Linked DNA regions of Zea mays: regions 1 and 2 are each linked to region 3. Evidence: chromatin contacts called from public Hi-C data. All regions are on one chromosome and are shown on one strand. Each heading gives the region's core, a stretch centred on a gene start, on an enhancer-like site or on the middle of the called end of the contact. The rest is flanking DNA. Distances are from core to core; before and after follow the strand shown. Region 1 holds the start of LOC100194228 (Mitogen-activated protein kinase kinase 3). Region 2 holds the start of LOC100193153. Region 3 holds the start of LOC100501212 (WEB family protein).

What was found. Hi-C and Micro-C count contacts between places; a contact is called where the count stands out from the background.
Region 1: a contact with region 3 is called in a Hi-C map of ear, with 2.4 times the contacts expected there. The contact joins the promoter of LOC100194228 here to the promoter of LOC100501212 in region 3. A contact is called at or near these places in 2 of 25 Hi-C or Micro-C datasets (ear and tassel).
Region 2: a Hi-C map of tassel shows a contact between it and region 3, with 3 times the contacts expected there. The contact joins the promoter of LOC100193153 here to the promoter of LOC100501212 in region 3. A contact is called at or near these places in 2 of 25 Hi-C or Micro-C datasets (ear and tassel).

What each region holds. Positions count from the first base shown.
Region 1 is chr3:98,229,253-98,231,952 of Zm-B73-REFERENCE-NAM-5.0, reverse strand. LOC100194228 (Mitogen-activated protein kinase kinase 3) reads right to left here and starts at 1,388. Exons shown (of 9, transcript NM_001279806.2): 1 at 674-1,388. The coding sequence starts at 904.
Region 2 is chr3:97,409,226-97,411,925 of Zm-B73-REFERENCE-NAM-5.0, reverse strand. LOC100193153 reads left to right here and starts at 1,427. Exons shown (of 16, transcript NM_001358658.1): 1 at 1,427-1,652. The coding sequence starts at 1,504.
Region 3 is chr3:97,841,737-97,844,436 of Zm-B73-REFERENCE-NAM-5.0, reverse strand. LOC100501212 (WEB family protein) reads right to left here and starts at 1,284. Exons shown (of 3, transcript NM_001195994.1): 1 at 1,147-1,284; 2 at 293-497. The coding sequence starts at 475.

The DNA.
Region 1 (2,700 bases), core at 139-2,638, 390 kb before region 3:
CAAAGAGACAGATTGAGCCATAAAAGTTTGAGGTGATTGGCCCTAGACTCAAATACGCTCCTGACTGGAACCAACTGATTTGGATCATGTCGAGTTTGCATAAAAAATCTGGGTTTAGACATTAGAAAAGAGTTGACTGAAAAAGGGAAGCTGCATATCCAAACGAGTTGACTTCCAGTACTGAGAAATAAATAAATTATAAACAAAACATTCAGGAAACAGAAGCAAATGAGCCAAAGTGTGATATGTAGCAGTCAATAAAAACTTATAGAAGGTAATTGGAGTATTGAACCACAAAATCGATGTGATTATGTCCACTATATCCAATCTCATTGGCTACAGCAGACCCTGCTCTGTTCATCACAATAGATTAGGGTGTATTAAGACCACCCTCTGGGGATTACATAAGAGGGTACACAACAGAAAAATCACAAGGAACGTAAACAAAGCATAAACCTATCTGTGTTCATTTGGTTGCTAATCCTCAAATTAAACAAAAAAAAACAATTGAGCATGTACATGTACCACGCAGAGAGGCAGAGTTAAAGCCATCAATCGACTTTCCAAGTCTCCCACCTTATTAGACGAGTTGGCTAACATGTCATAATGTACCAGATAACTACAATTGCAAATACCAATGAAGAATAGGCCAAGAATACCAGGGCGTGCTTACTGCGTAGGAATCGCAAGTATCTTCTGGTAAGGGCACCCTGGTACTGGCGCCAACTCTGTCCAGGTCATCGAACAGCAAGGGTTGTAGCTTCTTCTTCAACTCCTCCAGCCCTGCCATCCAGGTGCGCTGAGGCCAGGGCCCCTGCTTCTGGATTGCAGTACCCTGAGGTGCCGTTTGGATAACGGGATATGAGAGGTGGGATAGGTAAATGAGGAGGGATGGAAAGCTCATACGCTGCTTGGTTCATGGGAAAGGAAAATGGGGAGGGAAGGCAGCGGTCTCTGGTCGTTTCGACTCAGAGCGAGGTCCGAACTCTAGCATCGTCACTAGGGTTTCGGTTTGGTTTCTTCCTCAAATCCTTCACAGATCTAGTGTTTTTATGCTGGTTTCTTCTCTTTCCCAAGCCCAGAAGAGCAGGAGAGGTGCGTCCGGAGCGCGCAGGCTTGGGCGTGCGGAAAGCAGGGCCCGGAGCCGCGCTGGCGGTCGGCCAGCGACCGGACTGGAGAAGGAAGACGCGGCGCTGGGTGGTGAGCAGAGGCGCGCGCCAGCAAGGGCGAGACCTGGAAGGCGGAGGTCGCCGCCGTGACTTTGCCTGGTGAGCTCGTTCTTGCGCCTGAGAGTGCGGTGGTGATCTAGGGCGGGGGTGGAGGCAGTGGGTGGCCGGTGGTAGAGGTGGACCGGGCTGAGGTGGTTGCGTGAGGCAGTGGTGGTTGCGTGAGGTAGTGGACAGTGGTAGTGCCCGATTTTTTATATATATTTTAGCTTATTTTTAAAAAAAATATTAACGTTTAGACACTGAATAAAATATTCTTTATTTTAGATCCTCAGCTTGACCCTGAAATAATATTGCTCGACGTTATAAATCTTGGCGTCGAGCAGAGGGTCACGCTGACGCTAGCGTAGGCTCGATGACGTGACGGATGACGTGTCAGACCTTAGCAGCACAGACCTTGATGCCAAGGTCTGATAAATATGCTCAGTCGGCTTTTCCCTCTCGCGCTCTCTCCCTCACTGCACCTCACTCTGCCCGCCGACCACCACCACCGCTTCGTCCCGCCTAGTACTGATGCGCCCCCTTCTTCGCCTCCGTGCCTGGTGTCACTCCCTCGAGCTCGCCTCATACTGCCCCAATAAGTTTAGTTTTAGTGGATTTAATTTAGTTAGAGGATTTAATTTAGTTAGAAGATTTAGTGGATTTAGTTTAGTTAGTGGTTTGATTAGTTAGTTTAGTATATAATCTGGTTTATTTTGATTTAGTTAGTTTAGTATATACTCTAGATTTAATTAGTGGATTTATTATTTACTTAGCAAATTATGTAGTTACTCTGTATTTTATTTAGCTTACTTTCTACTTAGGTAACATCTTTATTTGCTATTTTAGCTAGAAGTTTGCAAACATGTTTGTTAGTTTATAATTTTGTTATCAAATTAATATAGTTAGGTTACTTACATTTTTGTTGGTTAGCTTGTAATTTTGTTATTTAGTTGGTGCAATTAAGTAGATTGTCATTTAGTCGTTATTTGCAGTGACTGAATGTGCATGCAGCCATCGTGTTTTTGTCTGCTACTGAGTATGTATGTCAGTCATTGTGCTGCCAATTTCTATGTAGATTTTAGAAATCTCCCCATATAAGGGAGGTGCTATCGAAATTTTCATTAACAGTGCTATGTTGCTTATTTTCAGACAGGAGGCTGTCCAACTCCACCACCCCCGCCACTGGCACCTTGACTCCACTGCGACCTAAGGTATAACCCATTGCTCTTGTCATATTCATAGAATTTTATAACTATGTTAGATGTGGGAAGTTATTAGTTAGTATATAATTATTACTTAGTAAGTAGTTATTACTTAACCATTGCTTAGTACTAGCCCTCTATAGCGTAGTGCAGTGCCAACTATGACCCAGCCCCCGAGGGTGCCCAAGCAGGGTCTCCTTCCTGTACTTCCATGGACGTTCACGCGGGATCTCCTCCACACTCTGGTTGTATGGTGGTAGCCCAAACTTTGGATCAGGGAGTCGCTTTAG
Region 2 (2,700 bases), core at 178-2,677, 430 kb after region 3:
ACCTCGCCCTGGGGCACGACCACCGACTCGCTTCGCCGCCGACCCACGCGTCGGCTCATGTTCAACCGCTGGCCTCCTCGGATCCCGTCCACCGCCCTCCCCGCATCTCGGCCGAACGTTGCTCTCCCGCCGCAGGCTCCCGTCCGGTGGCGCACGACATCTCTACATCCGTGTGGCACGACGCTCATCTCCGCGACGTGCTGCTCCGATGCGGCATCATGGGTGCTGCGGACGGCGCCACCAACGTGTGCTTGGTAGGCGGCGATGGCGACAACTGCAAGTACGGCACCAGCCTGCAGCGCATCTCAGATCTCGGATTTTTTTGCCATCAATCAGCAAGCGCGGCAGGAGGGAGCAGAGCCGGAGATGGGGCGGTGCTGGTGCTGCTGCCGGTACCTAAAGCTGCTATGCTTGGTTCTCCTCCCACCGCTCAACTTATGCCTGCACCACAGCTGCTGCTCCAATCTGTCCCCATTCTCACCGCCGAAGATTCGCTCCATTTTCTATGGCACCTAGAGTTGGCCTTCAGGGGAAGACCGCTCCACAGGCCAAGAAGTCGTGGGGTTCCGAGATTGCCAGTAGCGGTGGCCGGAGCTCCTCCGATGTTTCCACGCCATATGCTACGACGTCTTGTGCTTCCACGCCGGATGCCACAATAGACAAGGTGAGGTCGAGATGTTTCTCTTTTCCTTACTGGAGACTTATAATCAATTGAGTTGTGCTCAAGCATCGTTCCTTGATTTTTCTCTAAATCAATTGGTGCCTGCAGCATATTAAGACTGTCATGTCTCTCAATCTCTGCCCATACTTGAAGCCAATCTGGCTGATCACAAAAGACAGTCATCACCCTTTACCGCACGTAGCAGCCCAGTATTCGAGATTAAATCCTGAATTTGATTGTTAAAAGATATCATCATATCAACGAAGCTAGGCCACAAGACTAGCCTGATACACTGTGATGCCTGCACCACTTAAGGTACTACTTTCCTGAAGAAAGTCAATTTGCTGACAATGCAATGACCATTCCCTTGCCTATTCACATGGAGAAACTTGATGTTCATATAGAAATAAATATTTCTAGACACTTCAAGTAATAAAAATACAAAACAACTTAAGACTACGTATGAATGGCTCAAAATAATCATTAGTCACAAAGCTGAAAATACACCGTGACCTAACTTTTTTAATTGTGGTCTCACAGTTTGATGTATATAGTGCAAAATTTCTTTCAATCTTTGCTTACTTCAACTTCTTTCTATAAAGTGGACATAATCTAACTTTCCAGGCACATGCCCTAGAAGATGAGATCTTTTCTTCATTGCATGAATTCTTGAGAACCTTTATTTGAATTCTAGTGTTAATTTCTTTTCAATTGATTTTCTCCCTGCTGATATACATGCTTATAAAGAAAAATAAAATTATTTCTTTTTCACTTATATATGTTTAACCTTTTCATGAGAGCAGCTTTATATATTCACGATTTCTTGTTGGGTTGCCAACGTTATGTTTATATTGACCAACTTTATTAGGACACTGCATTCTGGTATTTGGCACTTAACAGTTCCACTTTGCAGGAAGAAAGGTTCAGATTGTGAGACAAAGGATATATGTACCATATCACTGCTCCTCTATCAAGCATCAGTTCTCATTATGTATATAGTTTTACCATTATGACATCCATTTTCCTTATCAAATGAATATCCATTTTATCCCTAGGAAGAATGGGATAACTGTTAGTATTAATTAGGTATGTGATATTCGTGAAAGGCACTGTGACTTTACTACATGAATATGCTCAAATCACTTTAATATAAAACCCTTCATATAACACATGGTAACAGAACTGTTACTTATATTTCCTCTAACCATTCTAGACGATTTACCCTACAATCTTTCAGTTCCTTCATTAATACTTTTCTTTTCAATTCATGCCTGTGTTCTTATACAACACACAAATGACTACTTATGTTTTATAGCTCCGTCTAGTTTAGAATCGTAGAATTTCCTGCCCGTGCAAGCATTAGATTGTTTTTTGGATTGGTTAACTAACAGTTATCGATAATTATTTGTTGTAGTCACTGTTGTTTTCTTTTTTCCTTTTTTTACTTGATTCAAGGACTGCTAGTGGCCGAAGGGCACTGCCTCCTCCTTTTGCTTTTACGTGCTGCAAGACCATTGTTATGTATTTCATGTTTATTATTACTTCGAATACGGCTAGAATACAATGTTTTAACAAGGTATGGTGATGGATTACTCTCGGTTGTTGATTAATCTTGTAGCACGTCCTTTACTAAATATTGTGTTTAAATGGCGAAGGATGATGGAGATACAATGAACACGAAAGTCATTATTATTTTTAGCCTTGGCGCTATATGTTTGTTAGCAGAGGTTACATGATTCTTCTTTCGGAATAGGCGGAAAAATGAGAGCCTTCACTGTTGTTTATTTAGTAGAGGTTGAGATCGTATTTCAAATTATTAAGAACACTATTGTTTTAGATTCTTTCACATATTCATACGTTTGAAAAAAAACCGCATTCTCCATGATGTTTTGGTCATAGAGAATGTAATAAAAGTCCATTAAATAGCATTGATACTCCCATACTATAGTATTTTCCTTTGTGTTGAGGATTAATGCAACCACAGTGTTGTGGTTTGAACACTAATCGAGAAGGCCTCTTTACTGTTGTCTAGGTCAGTT
Region 3 (2,700 bases), core at 35-2,534:
AAAACATAACACAAATGTGAAATTGTTAAGTCTGACAAATCAACTGTAGCAAACAAAAGAGAGAATATCAGGGCACGTAGTTTTTTTATGTATTCTAGTCCTATCTATTTTAAGGTTCGTTCCACAGTGGCAATATTAATTACCGCAGTGCAATTGTTTATGCCCTGTCTCCATGATTTTCTCATTTTGAGTAACCATCCCATCCAATTGTCAGGACATACTCAGGTCTAAAATAGAGATAAACAAAGGGGAGAAGGGGGAACAGCTTTGATAAAGAAAAATGTTTGATTACCTCTGTTTGAGGAGCCTTGGGCTTTCTTTCAGCTGATTTGTCAGATGAAAAGCGGACCTCACCAAATAAACTCACTGCAGCTTTAACAGATTGAATTGGAGCCCTTGTATCTATTTCGCCAATCTCCCCTTTTTCTGCATCAGCAGATGGTGGACGAGCTTTTGTGCCCATATTTGCCTTCATTTATTTAAATATTTTACGCAAGCTGCAACAGGAAAAAAATGAGTTAAAACAAAGATGGTGGTAGGAAAGTCATTGGGGTGTGAAGTCAATAATAATGAAGTTGAACATGATAAAAAATGGAGTGAAGAAATTACTAGGCAGCATGAAGAAAATAATAATCTATGGTTTCTCGACCTTTCAAAATCGCATATTTGAGCCATAATACCAGGAATTGGTTGTCACCAGTATGACAGGTTAGTGACATTCAAATCCTTGATGAAAACCAGTGAATCCTGGATTACATGCAGCACAAAAAACAACACGCCTGCTCCCAACCTTTCTGCTCTTCCCCACCCCATGGATCCTAGAAACAAGATTCAATCTAGGGCTTAAACATTCCACAGTGTAGAGCTTCACCCATGACAATCTGATACAATATTATGGCAACAACAATGGCCTTTCTCGGTGTGCATATTATGGTGGAGGGGGGTTCAGTTGAACTTGAACCACACACAAAAGAAAACAAGCTTTACATTTGCAATAGCCCCACCACGCAGAGAACAAATCCACAACGAAACCAGACGAATCGGGGCGTTGAAGCATAGGCAAAGATTCCGGTTATAGGCCTTAGTGTAAAGGGACGATTCTACAAACAAAATGGGAGCAAAATCAGCAATTTGGGGAGTTCTTACCAAGCACGAACGAAGAAATCGACAACCAATGCCAGAGGGTAATGGGACGACCGGAGTGCGGGTGGGGGAGAGATATGCAGCCGCGGTGGGAGAGTCTAAATCTGGGTGGGTTGCGGCCGTGCGGGGCTCGTGGTGCCGTGTTCGTCGGGTGAAGCTGTGAAAAAAACGAGGGGGCGGTGGTAGTTTCGAGGAGCTCGACAAGGAATTGGGATGGGTCCGGTTCACAACTCACGAGCGGGGGAGGACCCGATGAACACAGTTGGTTTAGGTTTACTCTAACCAAATGATTATCAAGCTAAATTTTGATTACTCAACAACAAATAACTCTTTAATATATTAGCCATCTAACTCACCAAACTATCCAGTTTTTAAAATTGGCTCTCTTTAGTTAAACTTAGCTAACCACTCTAACTAAATAGAGTCCGTTAAAGTGAGATGTTATACATAAACTGTAAACTTTATAAAAAAGTAAATCTCTACTACATCATATGTATCTACCGAGGACGTCCACCCAACATCACCACGTCCCCGCCCCGTCCCCGCATCGCGTCTGCGCCGTCCTCGCACGACGTCATCGTGTCCGCGCCGCTCCAGTAGCCCTCGCGTCCTCCCTCTCTTGTAATGGCGCGCCAACACCCCCAACTCCCCGCTACCCACCCCTCGGAAATCTCGCCGCCCCCTCCCCCACTGGCGGACACAACGTGTGATGCCTCCACCCCCAACTCACCTTGTCCGCGCCCGACACCGACAAAGACGGCACAACTATTGTTTCTCTCCGGCGTGGGCTACGACGCCACCGCCCGCGCACGCATCAACTGGACCCACCCTGCTCGTCTACGCCGGGCCTAGATCCCACGCGCCCACACGTGTAGGGTTGAAAGCAAGAGACGTGATGGTGGCGGTTCTGCAAGCCACGCCGCTCAAAACCCCATTCATCTCCAGTCGGCGCGTCGACGGCGTGGGGGCATGACCGCGTCTGAAAGTTGCGGGCTTCCGGTGCTCCGCGACGGCGAGGAGCTACAACATCACGCTCCTCCCCGGAGACAGCATCAGCTGGAGGTGGTCGCCGTCGCCAAGGACGTGTTGTCCCTCGCCAACGCCCTCAAAGGTAAGCTGCTTCGTCACCATACAATGCTTGGTGCCTTAGCCCTTGAACTCTTAGGCATGAACATGTAGCAGGATCATGACCCTCCTTGTTTGCTTCCTAACGCCCGACGTAGGAATCGACCACCGGTTCCAGGAAAGCTGATGGGTGGCTCAGCGTTGGACGCCATCGGTGTGCTGCTCCCCGATGAGACGCTCGACGCGGCCAAGGGTTCTGACACCGTCCTCCTCGACGCCATTGGAGGGTGAGCGGATTTGTTATTGTCATTTCTGTAGCAGACACAAAGCCGTGCATTGCATCCTTTTAGTTGGAATTGCGCTCCCACACCTGCGCTATGAGTACTTAGATGATGTTTAGTGATTGTAGCTATAAGTGGTCGCACATATCAAGGTGAGCTAACTATTTTCTTATACCTACCCAGTAGATCAAGGATCTCAAGGGTGACCTGA